Regions from separate parts of the Anser cygnoides genome. Here region 2 is linked to region 1. Evidence: chromatin contacts called from public Hi-C data. All regions are on one chromosome and are shown on one strand. The core of a region is the stretch at or near the end of the contact, and the rest is flanking DNA. Distances in the headings are between cores, read along the strand shown.

Region 1 (3,656 bases), core at 591-3,090:
AAGCTGTGTTGGCTACAATTGATCTCCATACTTTATTCCGTTACAGAAAATGCAGTAAGTTTCCTTCCAATAAATAATACCAAAAATTGGTTCTTACAAAAGAACCAGTACTCCTAACAATTAAGGACAAGGCCAGCCACATACTAGGAAAAAAAAAAATCCAGCCTACAGACACAAACCATGCACTTTTCAGGGTGGGAAGCAAAGACACCTTCCTATAGTCTGTCCCAACTAGCCAAATTAGGTTACTATAGCCCAATACATGAAGAAATTAATTGTATTTGCTTTTTTTTTTTGTCACAAGATGCTGTAACACATTTCTTCACTTCAATCACTTACACAGACACACAGTCACTAAACTAGAAGAGGTTCTAAAACATTTAGAGCTCTGTAGGTCATAACCAAAAATTCAAAAAACAGTCTCCCTACAAGAAAGCAAATATTTCAACTACATAAAACAGTAAGCCACATCTCCTATCACCTTATTGTTAAGAGTTTCACATTATCTAGTCTACAAATGGCTCGATTTGAAAAACAGACTAATGTACTGCAGTAGTTTAGTATCAAAGTTCAATTTTCTGCCGCTATCAAGTGTGAAGTCCCAGCTATACAAGCTAAATCAAAAAACGGATGCAAAAATTATTTTTTTTCCTGGTGACCATGATATTCAAGTTTCAGAATAATCCTTCTCATAGTAAAGGCACACAAGATGAACAGACGCAACAGAGAAACTGGGGAAAAACAGTTTCCAACAGGTTTCCACAGCACACAGCAATTTTATGCAGCTTTCCAGAGCTCACGCTCGCAACGTAGATATCCTCGCAATAAAGGATTTTCAAGCCATACCAACATAAAACCATTTGCCACCTACCTGCATTGACGATGGCATCGACCTCAAGCAACGTGATGTCGCCTCTGTACAGGGAGACTTTCTCGCTCAGGCTTTTCTTCCCCTGCTGATCTTCCTTAGCATTTTCACCTACGGGACAAGAAAGTAACAAAAGCAGGTTACAAAAGCAGCTCTAAAATGACTACTTATAAGTTGTGAGCAGGCCCCAGCAGTTCCAGTCACAGGACCATGACATTTTGTGGTTTGGCCTCGCGAGGGCACCAGCAGCCCACAGACTCCAGCAGCATCTCCCTGCAGCCACACCGCCTGCTTGTTTGCAGGTACAAAGCTACTGAAATACCTTCTGGTTAAAAAACAGCATGCACATACACATTTTTTTGGAGCTAGTTCCATCAAATACTTTTCCTTGGTAGCTGCAAGGGTACAAAATTACAGAAAAAAAGAATTAGTTAAGATAATCCTCCCACTGCAGCAATAATTTATCCAACCCAGAATTAATTTATCAGACCCAGAATTACTCAGGATCTGGGTAACAGCACTGAGCAAGCAGCCTGCCAACAGCCCCCCACTGGGAACTAGTCCTGACACAACAGGCAGCGGGGAGAAGAAAAACCTAAACAAAAACACCAGTAAATTTCAACTCAGAACTTGGCCACCATCAACTGCTTTACTGGAAAGGGGTTGAAGACTCCACATAAATCAGCTTTCATATGGATTCCTTACTGAATGGTGTCATAGCAAGTCCCATATGCTGGTAAACTGACAATTTTGCATCACCAATTCACTTCCCTAGCATCATACTATCTGTAAAATTGTTCAGTTACCTCAAATACTTCCACACACACTTATCAGCCAGTACGTTTAGCAGTCTTGCACTGCAAGACACCCAAGTCATTAGAAAAGAAGTAGGGAGAGAAGGAAAGATTGTGGTTGTGGTTTTTTTTTGTTTGTTTGTTTTAAATTAGTTCTTTACAAGTCTCAAGAAGCTCAAGTTCATATATTGACCAGAAACAGAACTGAGCCTCTGAAGTGACAATGTAAGAGGGGAATAGCTTTCAATCCTCAAAACAAATATTTTCCTTTAAGTAAAACAAACTCAAGGGAAGATTTAGCAAGAGAGTAGAAGCAATGTAAACAAATCTGGCTCCAAATATTTCTGATCAACCTTCACTTTAATCAATTCCCGTAAGTTAGAGCATATCTGCTCCAATCCGTCAGCATTATAAGCAACCACAAATAGAAATAAGTTGCATTTATTTTAGATGTTGCTTTAACTTCAGCACAAACAACTGCTATCAGAAATCACCATTTATCTCAGCCTCTCCAAAATAACAAGTCTTACTCAATTCTGGCTTAGATCAGCTATCACATGCATAGTGCAAAGTCCACGTCACCTCCAGCAAAAACATACATTACCACTACGACTTATATTTAGCATAAAGGTTGTCTTGTACTGAAATGTGTGTATTCATGAATTTTATTCCTATATTTGGCTCCTAAAGCTATTATTATTCCATTGCTAACCAGATCAGCCTCAGCATCTTAGATAGGACAAAAAGTATCTCTATACAAGAGGTACCAAGTTTTTTATCCTATTAAAAAATCTTTTATTATCCTAAACTAACAAACATTATGCTGTTCCTCAGTTTTTCCACATAAGGTAAGCATTGAAGCTAGCTGTTGAGTCATATTAAAATAAAAATCAACCTCTGACTGATTTACACAGTGTGATTTATTATCTGCTTTCCTGTTAGCAAGGAAAGGATGTTCTGTTAGCAAGCAGGACAGTTTTCGCCATCTTTCCCCAGTGAATGTGCTACTGGAGCACTGCCAAATTTAACACACACAAGCCGTAATTCTCTCCCCTCCACTTCGTGTTCAAGTTCTGCACCACAGGCTAACATCACCAACATGTCAAATTCTCCAAAGCGAACCATTTAAATTTAATTATCAAGTACATTTTGGATGTTAGGGTATTCATACCAATACCCTACACTAAAAACACAAAAAATTCACCTAGAAGAGCCATGAAGAGAACAGGTAGCACAGAATATAGAAATTAATTCTCGTTATTGCTAACCTCTGGGTGAGAGGCAGAGCAGAGATAGCCCTTACTTTAGGCAATCCACCAGCAAAGTCATCCAACTCCATCTGTAGGATGCCACACAGCACCATCACTGCCTCCTTCTGGCCTCCGCATACATCACAAATTCACCTACAGTTCTTCCTGCTCATGAGTACTGAACACATTTCAGCAAAACCACTCTCAAGAGGCCTTCCCCACAAAAAATATAATTAGTAAATTCACTGTGTCACAAGCCAAAAAACAAACTCAAAAACCAATGCTCCTAGATGATCTCCTACATCCTCTTCAGCAAGTTCATGCAAGTATGCCCCACAAGAACCACCCCCATCACTGCTGTCTTTAATACAACTCGGCAGTAAAAGCGCGTGCTGCCTGTACATCTTGGGTAAATTACCCTCATTCCCCACCCCACCCCCCACCCCACCCCCAAAAAAAAGCTGATTTAAGAGAGGATTTTGGCTTCAGCTATTTCATTCTGGTTGTTACAGAAAAGCGCTTAAGATTGATGGAAGCCTTGGAGAGCCAAGTCTCACCCACAGTCAAGAACACTCAAGTCTACTTATAAGCCCCTAATTAAAAAGTAACCCTGATGTAACACGAACAGTTGTAGGAGAGAACTGGTTTTCTTTTGCTGTCTGTTAGATCTCTGGGATTGGCATACCGCATTTCCTAACAAAGTCCAACTGATATCTTACTAGGGATATTTTCTTCTCCTGCTCA
Region 2 (3,456 bases), core at 163-2,662, 81 kb after region 1:
CTTTTCATAAAGCTGAAGATATTTTTCTCCCCTAGTGTGATACTTAGCAATTGCTCCTTGGGAAAACAGTTGAGGTAAAAGTAGTAAGAACCTTGAGGTTCAGTCAGATATAAACCACAGAATAGCAGACAGCAAAGTCCATTTACAGACTGCATGGTTTATGAAGGACATGCTGTTCTTCATTTTAAAAATCCCCATACTGATAGTTCTTGCTGACAATTAAGTGTGTGCAACAAAGACTGACTGAAAAATATGCACCTCCCAACTGAGGACTGAAAGTTAACTACTCCACAACAGTAGCTTCCCTTGCACTATTATTTGTCTAATCTTCAAATCTAGAGTCCAAGTCTTACGAGGAGAGGTTGAGGGAGCTAGGGTTGTTTAGCTTGAAAAAAAGGAGGCTCAAGGGAGGCCTTATCATTCTGTACAATTACCTTAAAGGTGTTTGTAACGAGGTGGGGGTTAGGCTTTTCTCCCAAGCATCAAGTGATAAGGCGAGGGGTAGTTTGGATATTAGGAGAAATTTCCTTACTGAAAGGGCTGTGCGGCATTGGAACAGGCTGCTCAGGGAAGTGGTTGAGTCCCCATCCCTGGAGGTCTTCAAGAAATGCGTAGATGTGGAACTTAGTAGCACGGTTTAGTGGTGGACTTGTCAGTACTAGGTTAAAGGCTGGACTAGACGCATCTTTGGACTGGAGGTACGTGTATGAGGTTAAAAGTAAAGGAACTTCCTCGTTAGCATTCAGAAGGTTATTTTAACTTACACCAGAGCCCTCCTAGAAAACAGATGGTAGAACACGCGCTTCGAAGCACGACACACCAGTACCTTGGTTAAATGCTGAGCGATGTAACCTCTCCCAGAGCCCACATCCAAAGCGAGAGGGAAGGTCCTGGAGGACAGGCGGAACAAGGTTTAAAGCCGCGCTCCCTCCAGCCCCGCTCCGAGCACGCCTCCAGCTGCCGGGCGGCGAGACCCACCTGGGGATGTCCAGCAGCCTGTCGGCCACCCTGCCGCCGACCTGTGGGGACAGCCTGCCCGTCAGCGACACCGGGGGCGCGGTGCCATCCCCGTTCCCATCCCCGTCCCCGTCCCTACCCCACCTCCTCCCGCAGGTACTCGCACTGCGCCCGCTGCGCCTGCACCGCCGCCCAGTTCTTCTGCTTCCGCTTCAGCCGCCGGTCGAAGGGGCTCAGCACGCCCGGAGAGGCGGCGGTAGGGGGCGAAGAGGAGACAGCAGCGGCGGCCGGCGGCACCCACAGCCGGCGCCCACCCCACCTCACGACCCCCCGCCGCCACACACGGCCCGCCGCCGCCATGATGCGCGGCGCGCACCCGCCCCTTCCCCTCCGCCCCTCCCCGAGCATGCGCGCCGCCGCCATTTTGCGGGATTGGCTGGGAGCGGGCTGAGCGCTGCGGCCGCCGTAGCTGTGGTGGCAGCGCGTGGTGGGCTGAGGTGAGGTGCTGCCGGCCGGTGGTGGGCCGTTAACGGTTTTAACGGTCGTTACCGAGTTTTAACGGTCGTTACCGGGCGGTGGGCGCGGGTCAGTGGTAGGGTCTGTTGTTGGGGGGCAGCCTGAGCTCGCCGTGAGTCCTTCTCCCACCGCCGCCCCCAGGGTTTGGGGCTTTCCCTGCGCGTTCCTTGGGGAATCCTTTTAGATAGAGGTTACAAACTTGACTTTATTAATTTTTTTTTTCCAGTTATGTATCTAAAATTATACTTTTTCGAATACAAACTGCTTTCTTTTCTTTCATGTTCCAGTTACCCAAGCCTCCATTGACACCCAAAATGGCATCCCAGCAGGAAATCCTGAGCGATGAGCGGTTCAGCCGCGTCACCAGGGATCCCAGGTTTTGGGAGATGCCAGAAAAAGATCGCAAAGTCAAGATCGACAAGCGGTTCCGGGCAATGTTTCACGACAAGAGGTTCAAGCTCAAGTGCGCGGTGGATAAAAGAGGGCGCCCTGTTAACTATACCTCTGTGGAGAACCTCAGGAAGTTTTATGCCCTGTCAGAGTCTGACTCTGAACTTTCAGAAGATGATAGTGAAGTATGCACAGAGAAGAAAAAAAAGAAGAAGAAAGCTAAGCCTAAAGAAGAAGTAGATTCTGTAAAACCACTTGCTGATGGTCACCCTAGGAAAGAGAGTAAACTAACCAAACAAGGGGCGGACCGAACGGGTGAAGCCGTGACAAAACTGAATGATCAAAATGAGGGGCAGAAAGTTGCATTGAGGACCAAGTTGAAAGAGGACTCTAAGAAAATTGTAACAGAAATTGATCACTGTCAGGGAAACAAGGACCTTTCACCCCCATGGGAAAACAAGCAAAGAAATGAATCAGGAGGAAGATTGGTTTCAGTTCAAAACAAGCAAAAGCCTTCACGGCCAAGTGGTGCTAAATCAGAAAAAGCTCCTAGGAAGGATCATTCCCTAGGAGGAAAAACAAAAGAATCAGGTTAGTTGTTAAAGTAACAGGTAAATTCACCTATATTTATATGTGTGTTGTTGCCATTGTTTTATGCATAGAAAATATATATATATATTTTTTTCCCGCAATATCAGCCATGGAATAACTGGCTCGGGTTCAGTGTTGCCGAAGAATCAGAGTTGGTCAGCTGCTCACAGAGTTGGTGCTTGTCCTTCTGTAACATTGTGGACAACGATGTCCTCTCCTTTGCTGGAGCTGAAATCGTTCGTTAGGGTAGTTAGAAAAGTAAAATGTATTGTATTGCATACATTTGTGTATTTGCCAAACTGAATATTGAATATAAGGTCTGATGCCATGAGAACTTAATATAAACAGTCACTAAGTGAAAGCATAAGAAGAGCAGTGTAAGCCCTTAGTACAAGAGGGAGTTAGAACAGGTGATTTGAACTCTGTTTATACTATCTCTGTGCATATAGCCTGTATTATTAAAACCCAACTTTTAATCTGTTGATTCTGTATGTATAGTTAGAATAAAATAATAATAGTCTGTTAATTCGCTAATACAACTGTAGGACTGGAGAGCAATAAATTAAACAAACTGAAGAGGCAATACTGATGATTTGTTGTTTGTACTTCCATGATATAGCCTGTTCTTGTGTTATGTACTTAAGAGGTTTTGTAACTCCATACAAAGTAAACCTTTGTTTTTTCATCCTTGTAAAAGATCTTATGTAGTTACAGCATAAAAATGGATATTTAATGTTTATATTTTAGGGACTGTGCACAGAGACACCTGTGATGAAAGTGATGTCAGTGAAAGCCAATTAGAGGAAGAAACTTCTGAGGGAGAAAACTTAGAGTATGCAGAAACAGAAGAGGAGTCACAAGACGATGGGGAAACAGGCGAGGATGAGGAGTCAGAAGATGATGGAGAAACAGGCGAAGAAGATAGTGATTCAGAAGACGATGAAAGTGATATGGGGCCTGATCTAGCTAGAGGTATAGGGAACATTGAAACAAGCTCAGAGG

What was found. Hi-C and Micro-C count contacts between places; a contact is called where the count stands out from the background.
Region 2: a Hi-C map of liver shows a contact between it and region 1, with 2.1 times the contacts expected there. The contact joins the promoter of NDUFAF5 here to the enhancer-like site in region 1. A contact is called at or near these places in 4 of 7 Hi-C or Micro-C datasets (granulosa cells and liver).

What each region holds. Positions count from the first base shown.
Region 1 is chr3:3,842,406-3,846,061 of Taihu_goose_T2T_genome, forward strand. MACROD2 (mono-ADP ribosylhydrolase 2) reads right to left here. Exons shown (of 18, transcript XM_066995337.1): 3 at 872-979. Among named protein-coding and RNA genes, the nearest start is that of MACROD2, 24 kb to the right of the region's middle. Within about 2 kb of position 1,841, at least 2 of the 3 cell types and tissues checked have open chromatin away from gene starts, as enhancers often do. A contact at or near this core is called in liver, where this site is marked.
Region 2 is chr3:3,923,718-3,927,173 of Taihu_goose_T2T_genome, forward strand. NDUFAF5 (NADH:ubiquinone oxidoreductase complex assembly factor 5) reads right to left here and starts at 1,413. Exons shown (of 11, transcript XM_048060956.2): 1 at 1,102-1,413; 2 at 979-1,019; 3 at 827-890. The coding sequence starts at 1,380. It overlaps ESF1 (ESF1 nucleolar pre-rRNA processing protein homolog), which reads left to right and starts at 1,331. Exons shown (of 14, transcript XM_048060954.2): 1 at 1,331-1,454; 2 at 1,761-2,454; 3 at 3,202-3,456. The coding sequence starts at 1,788.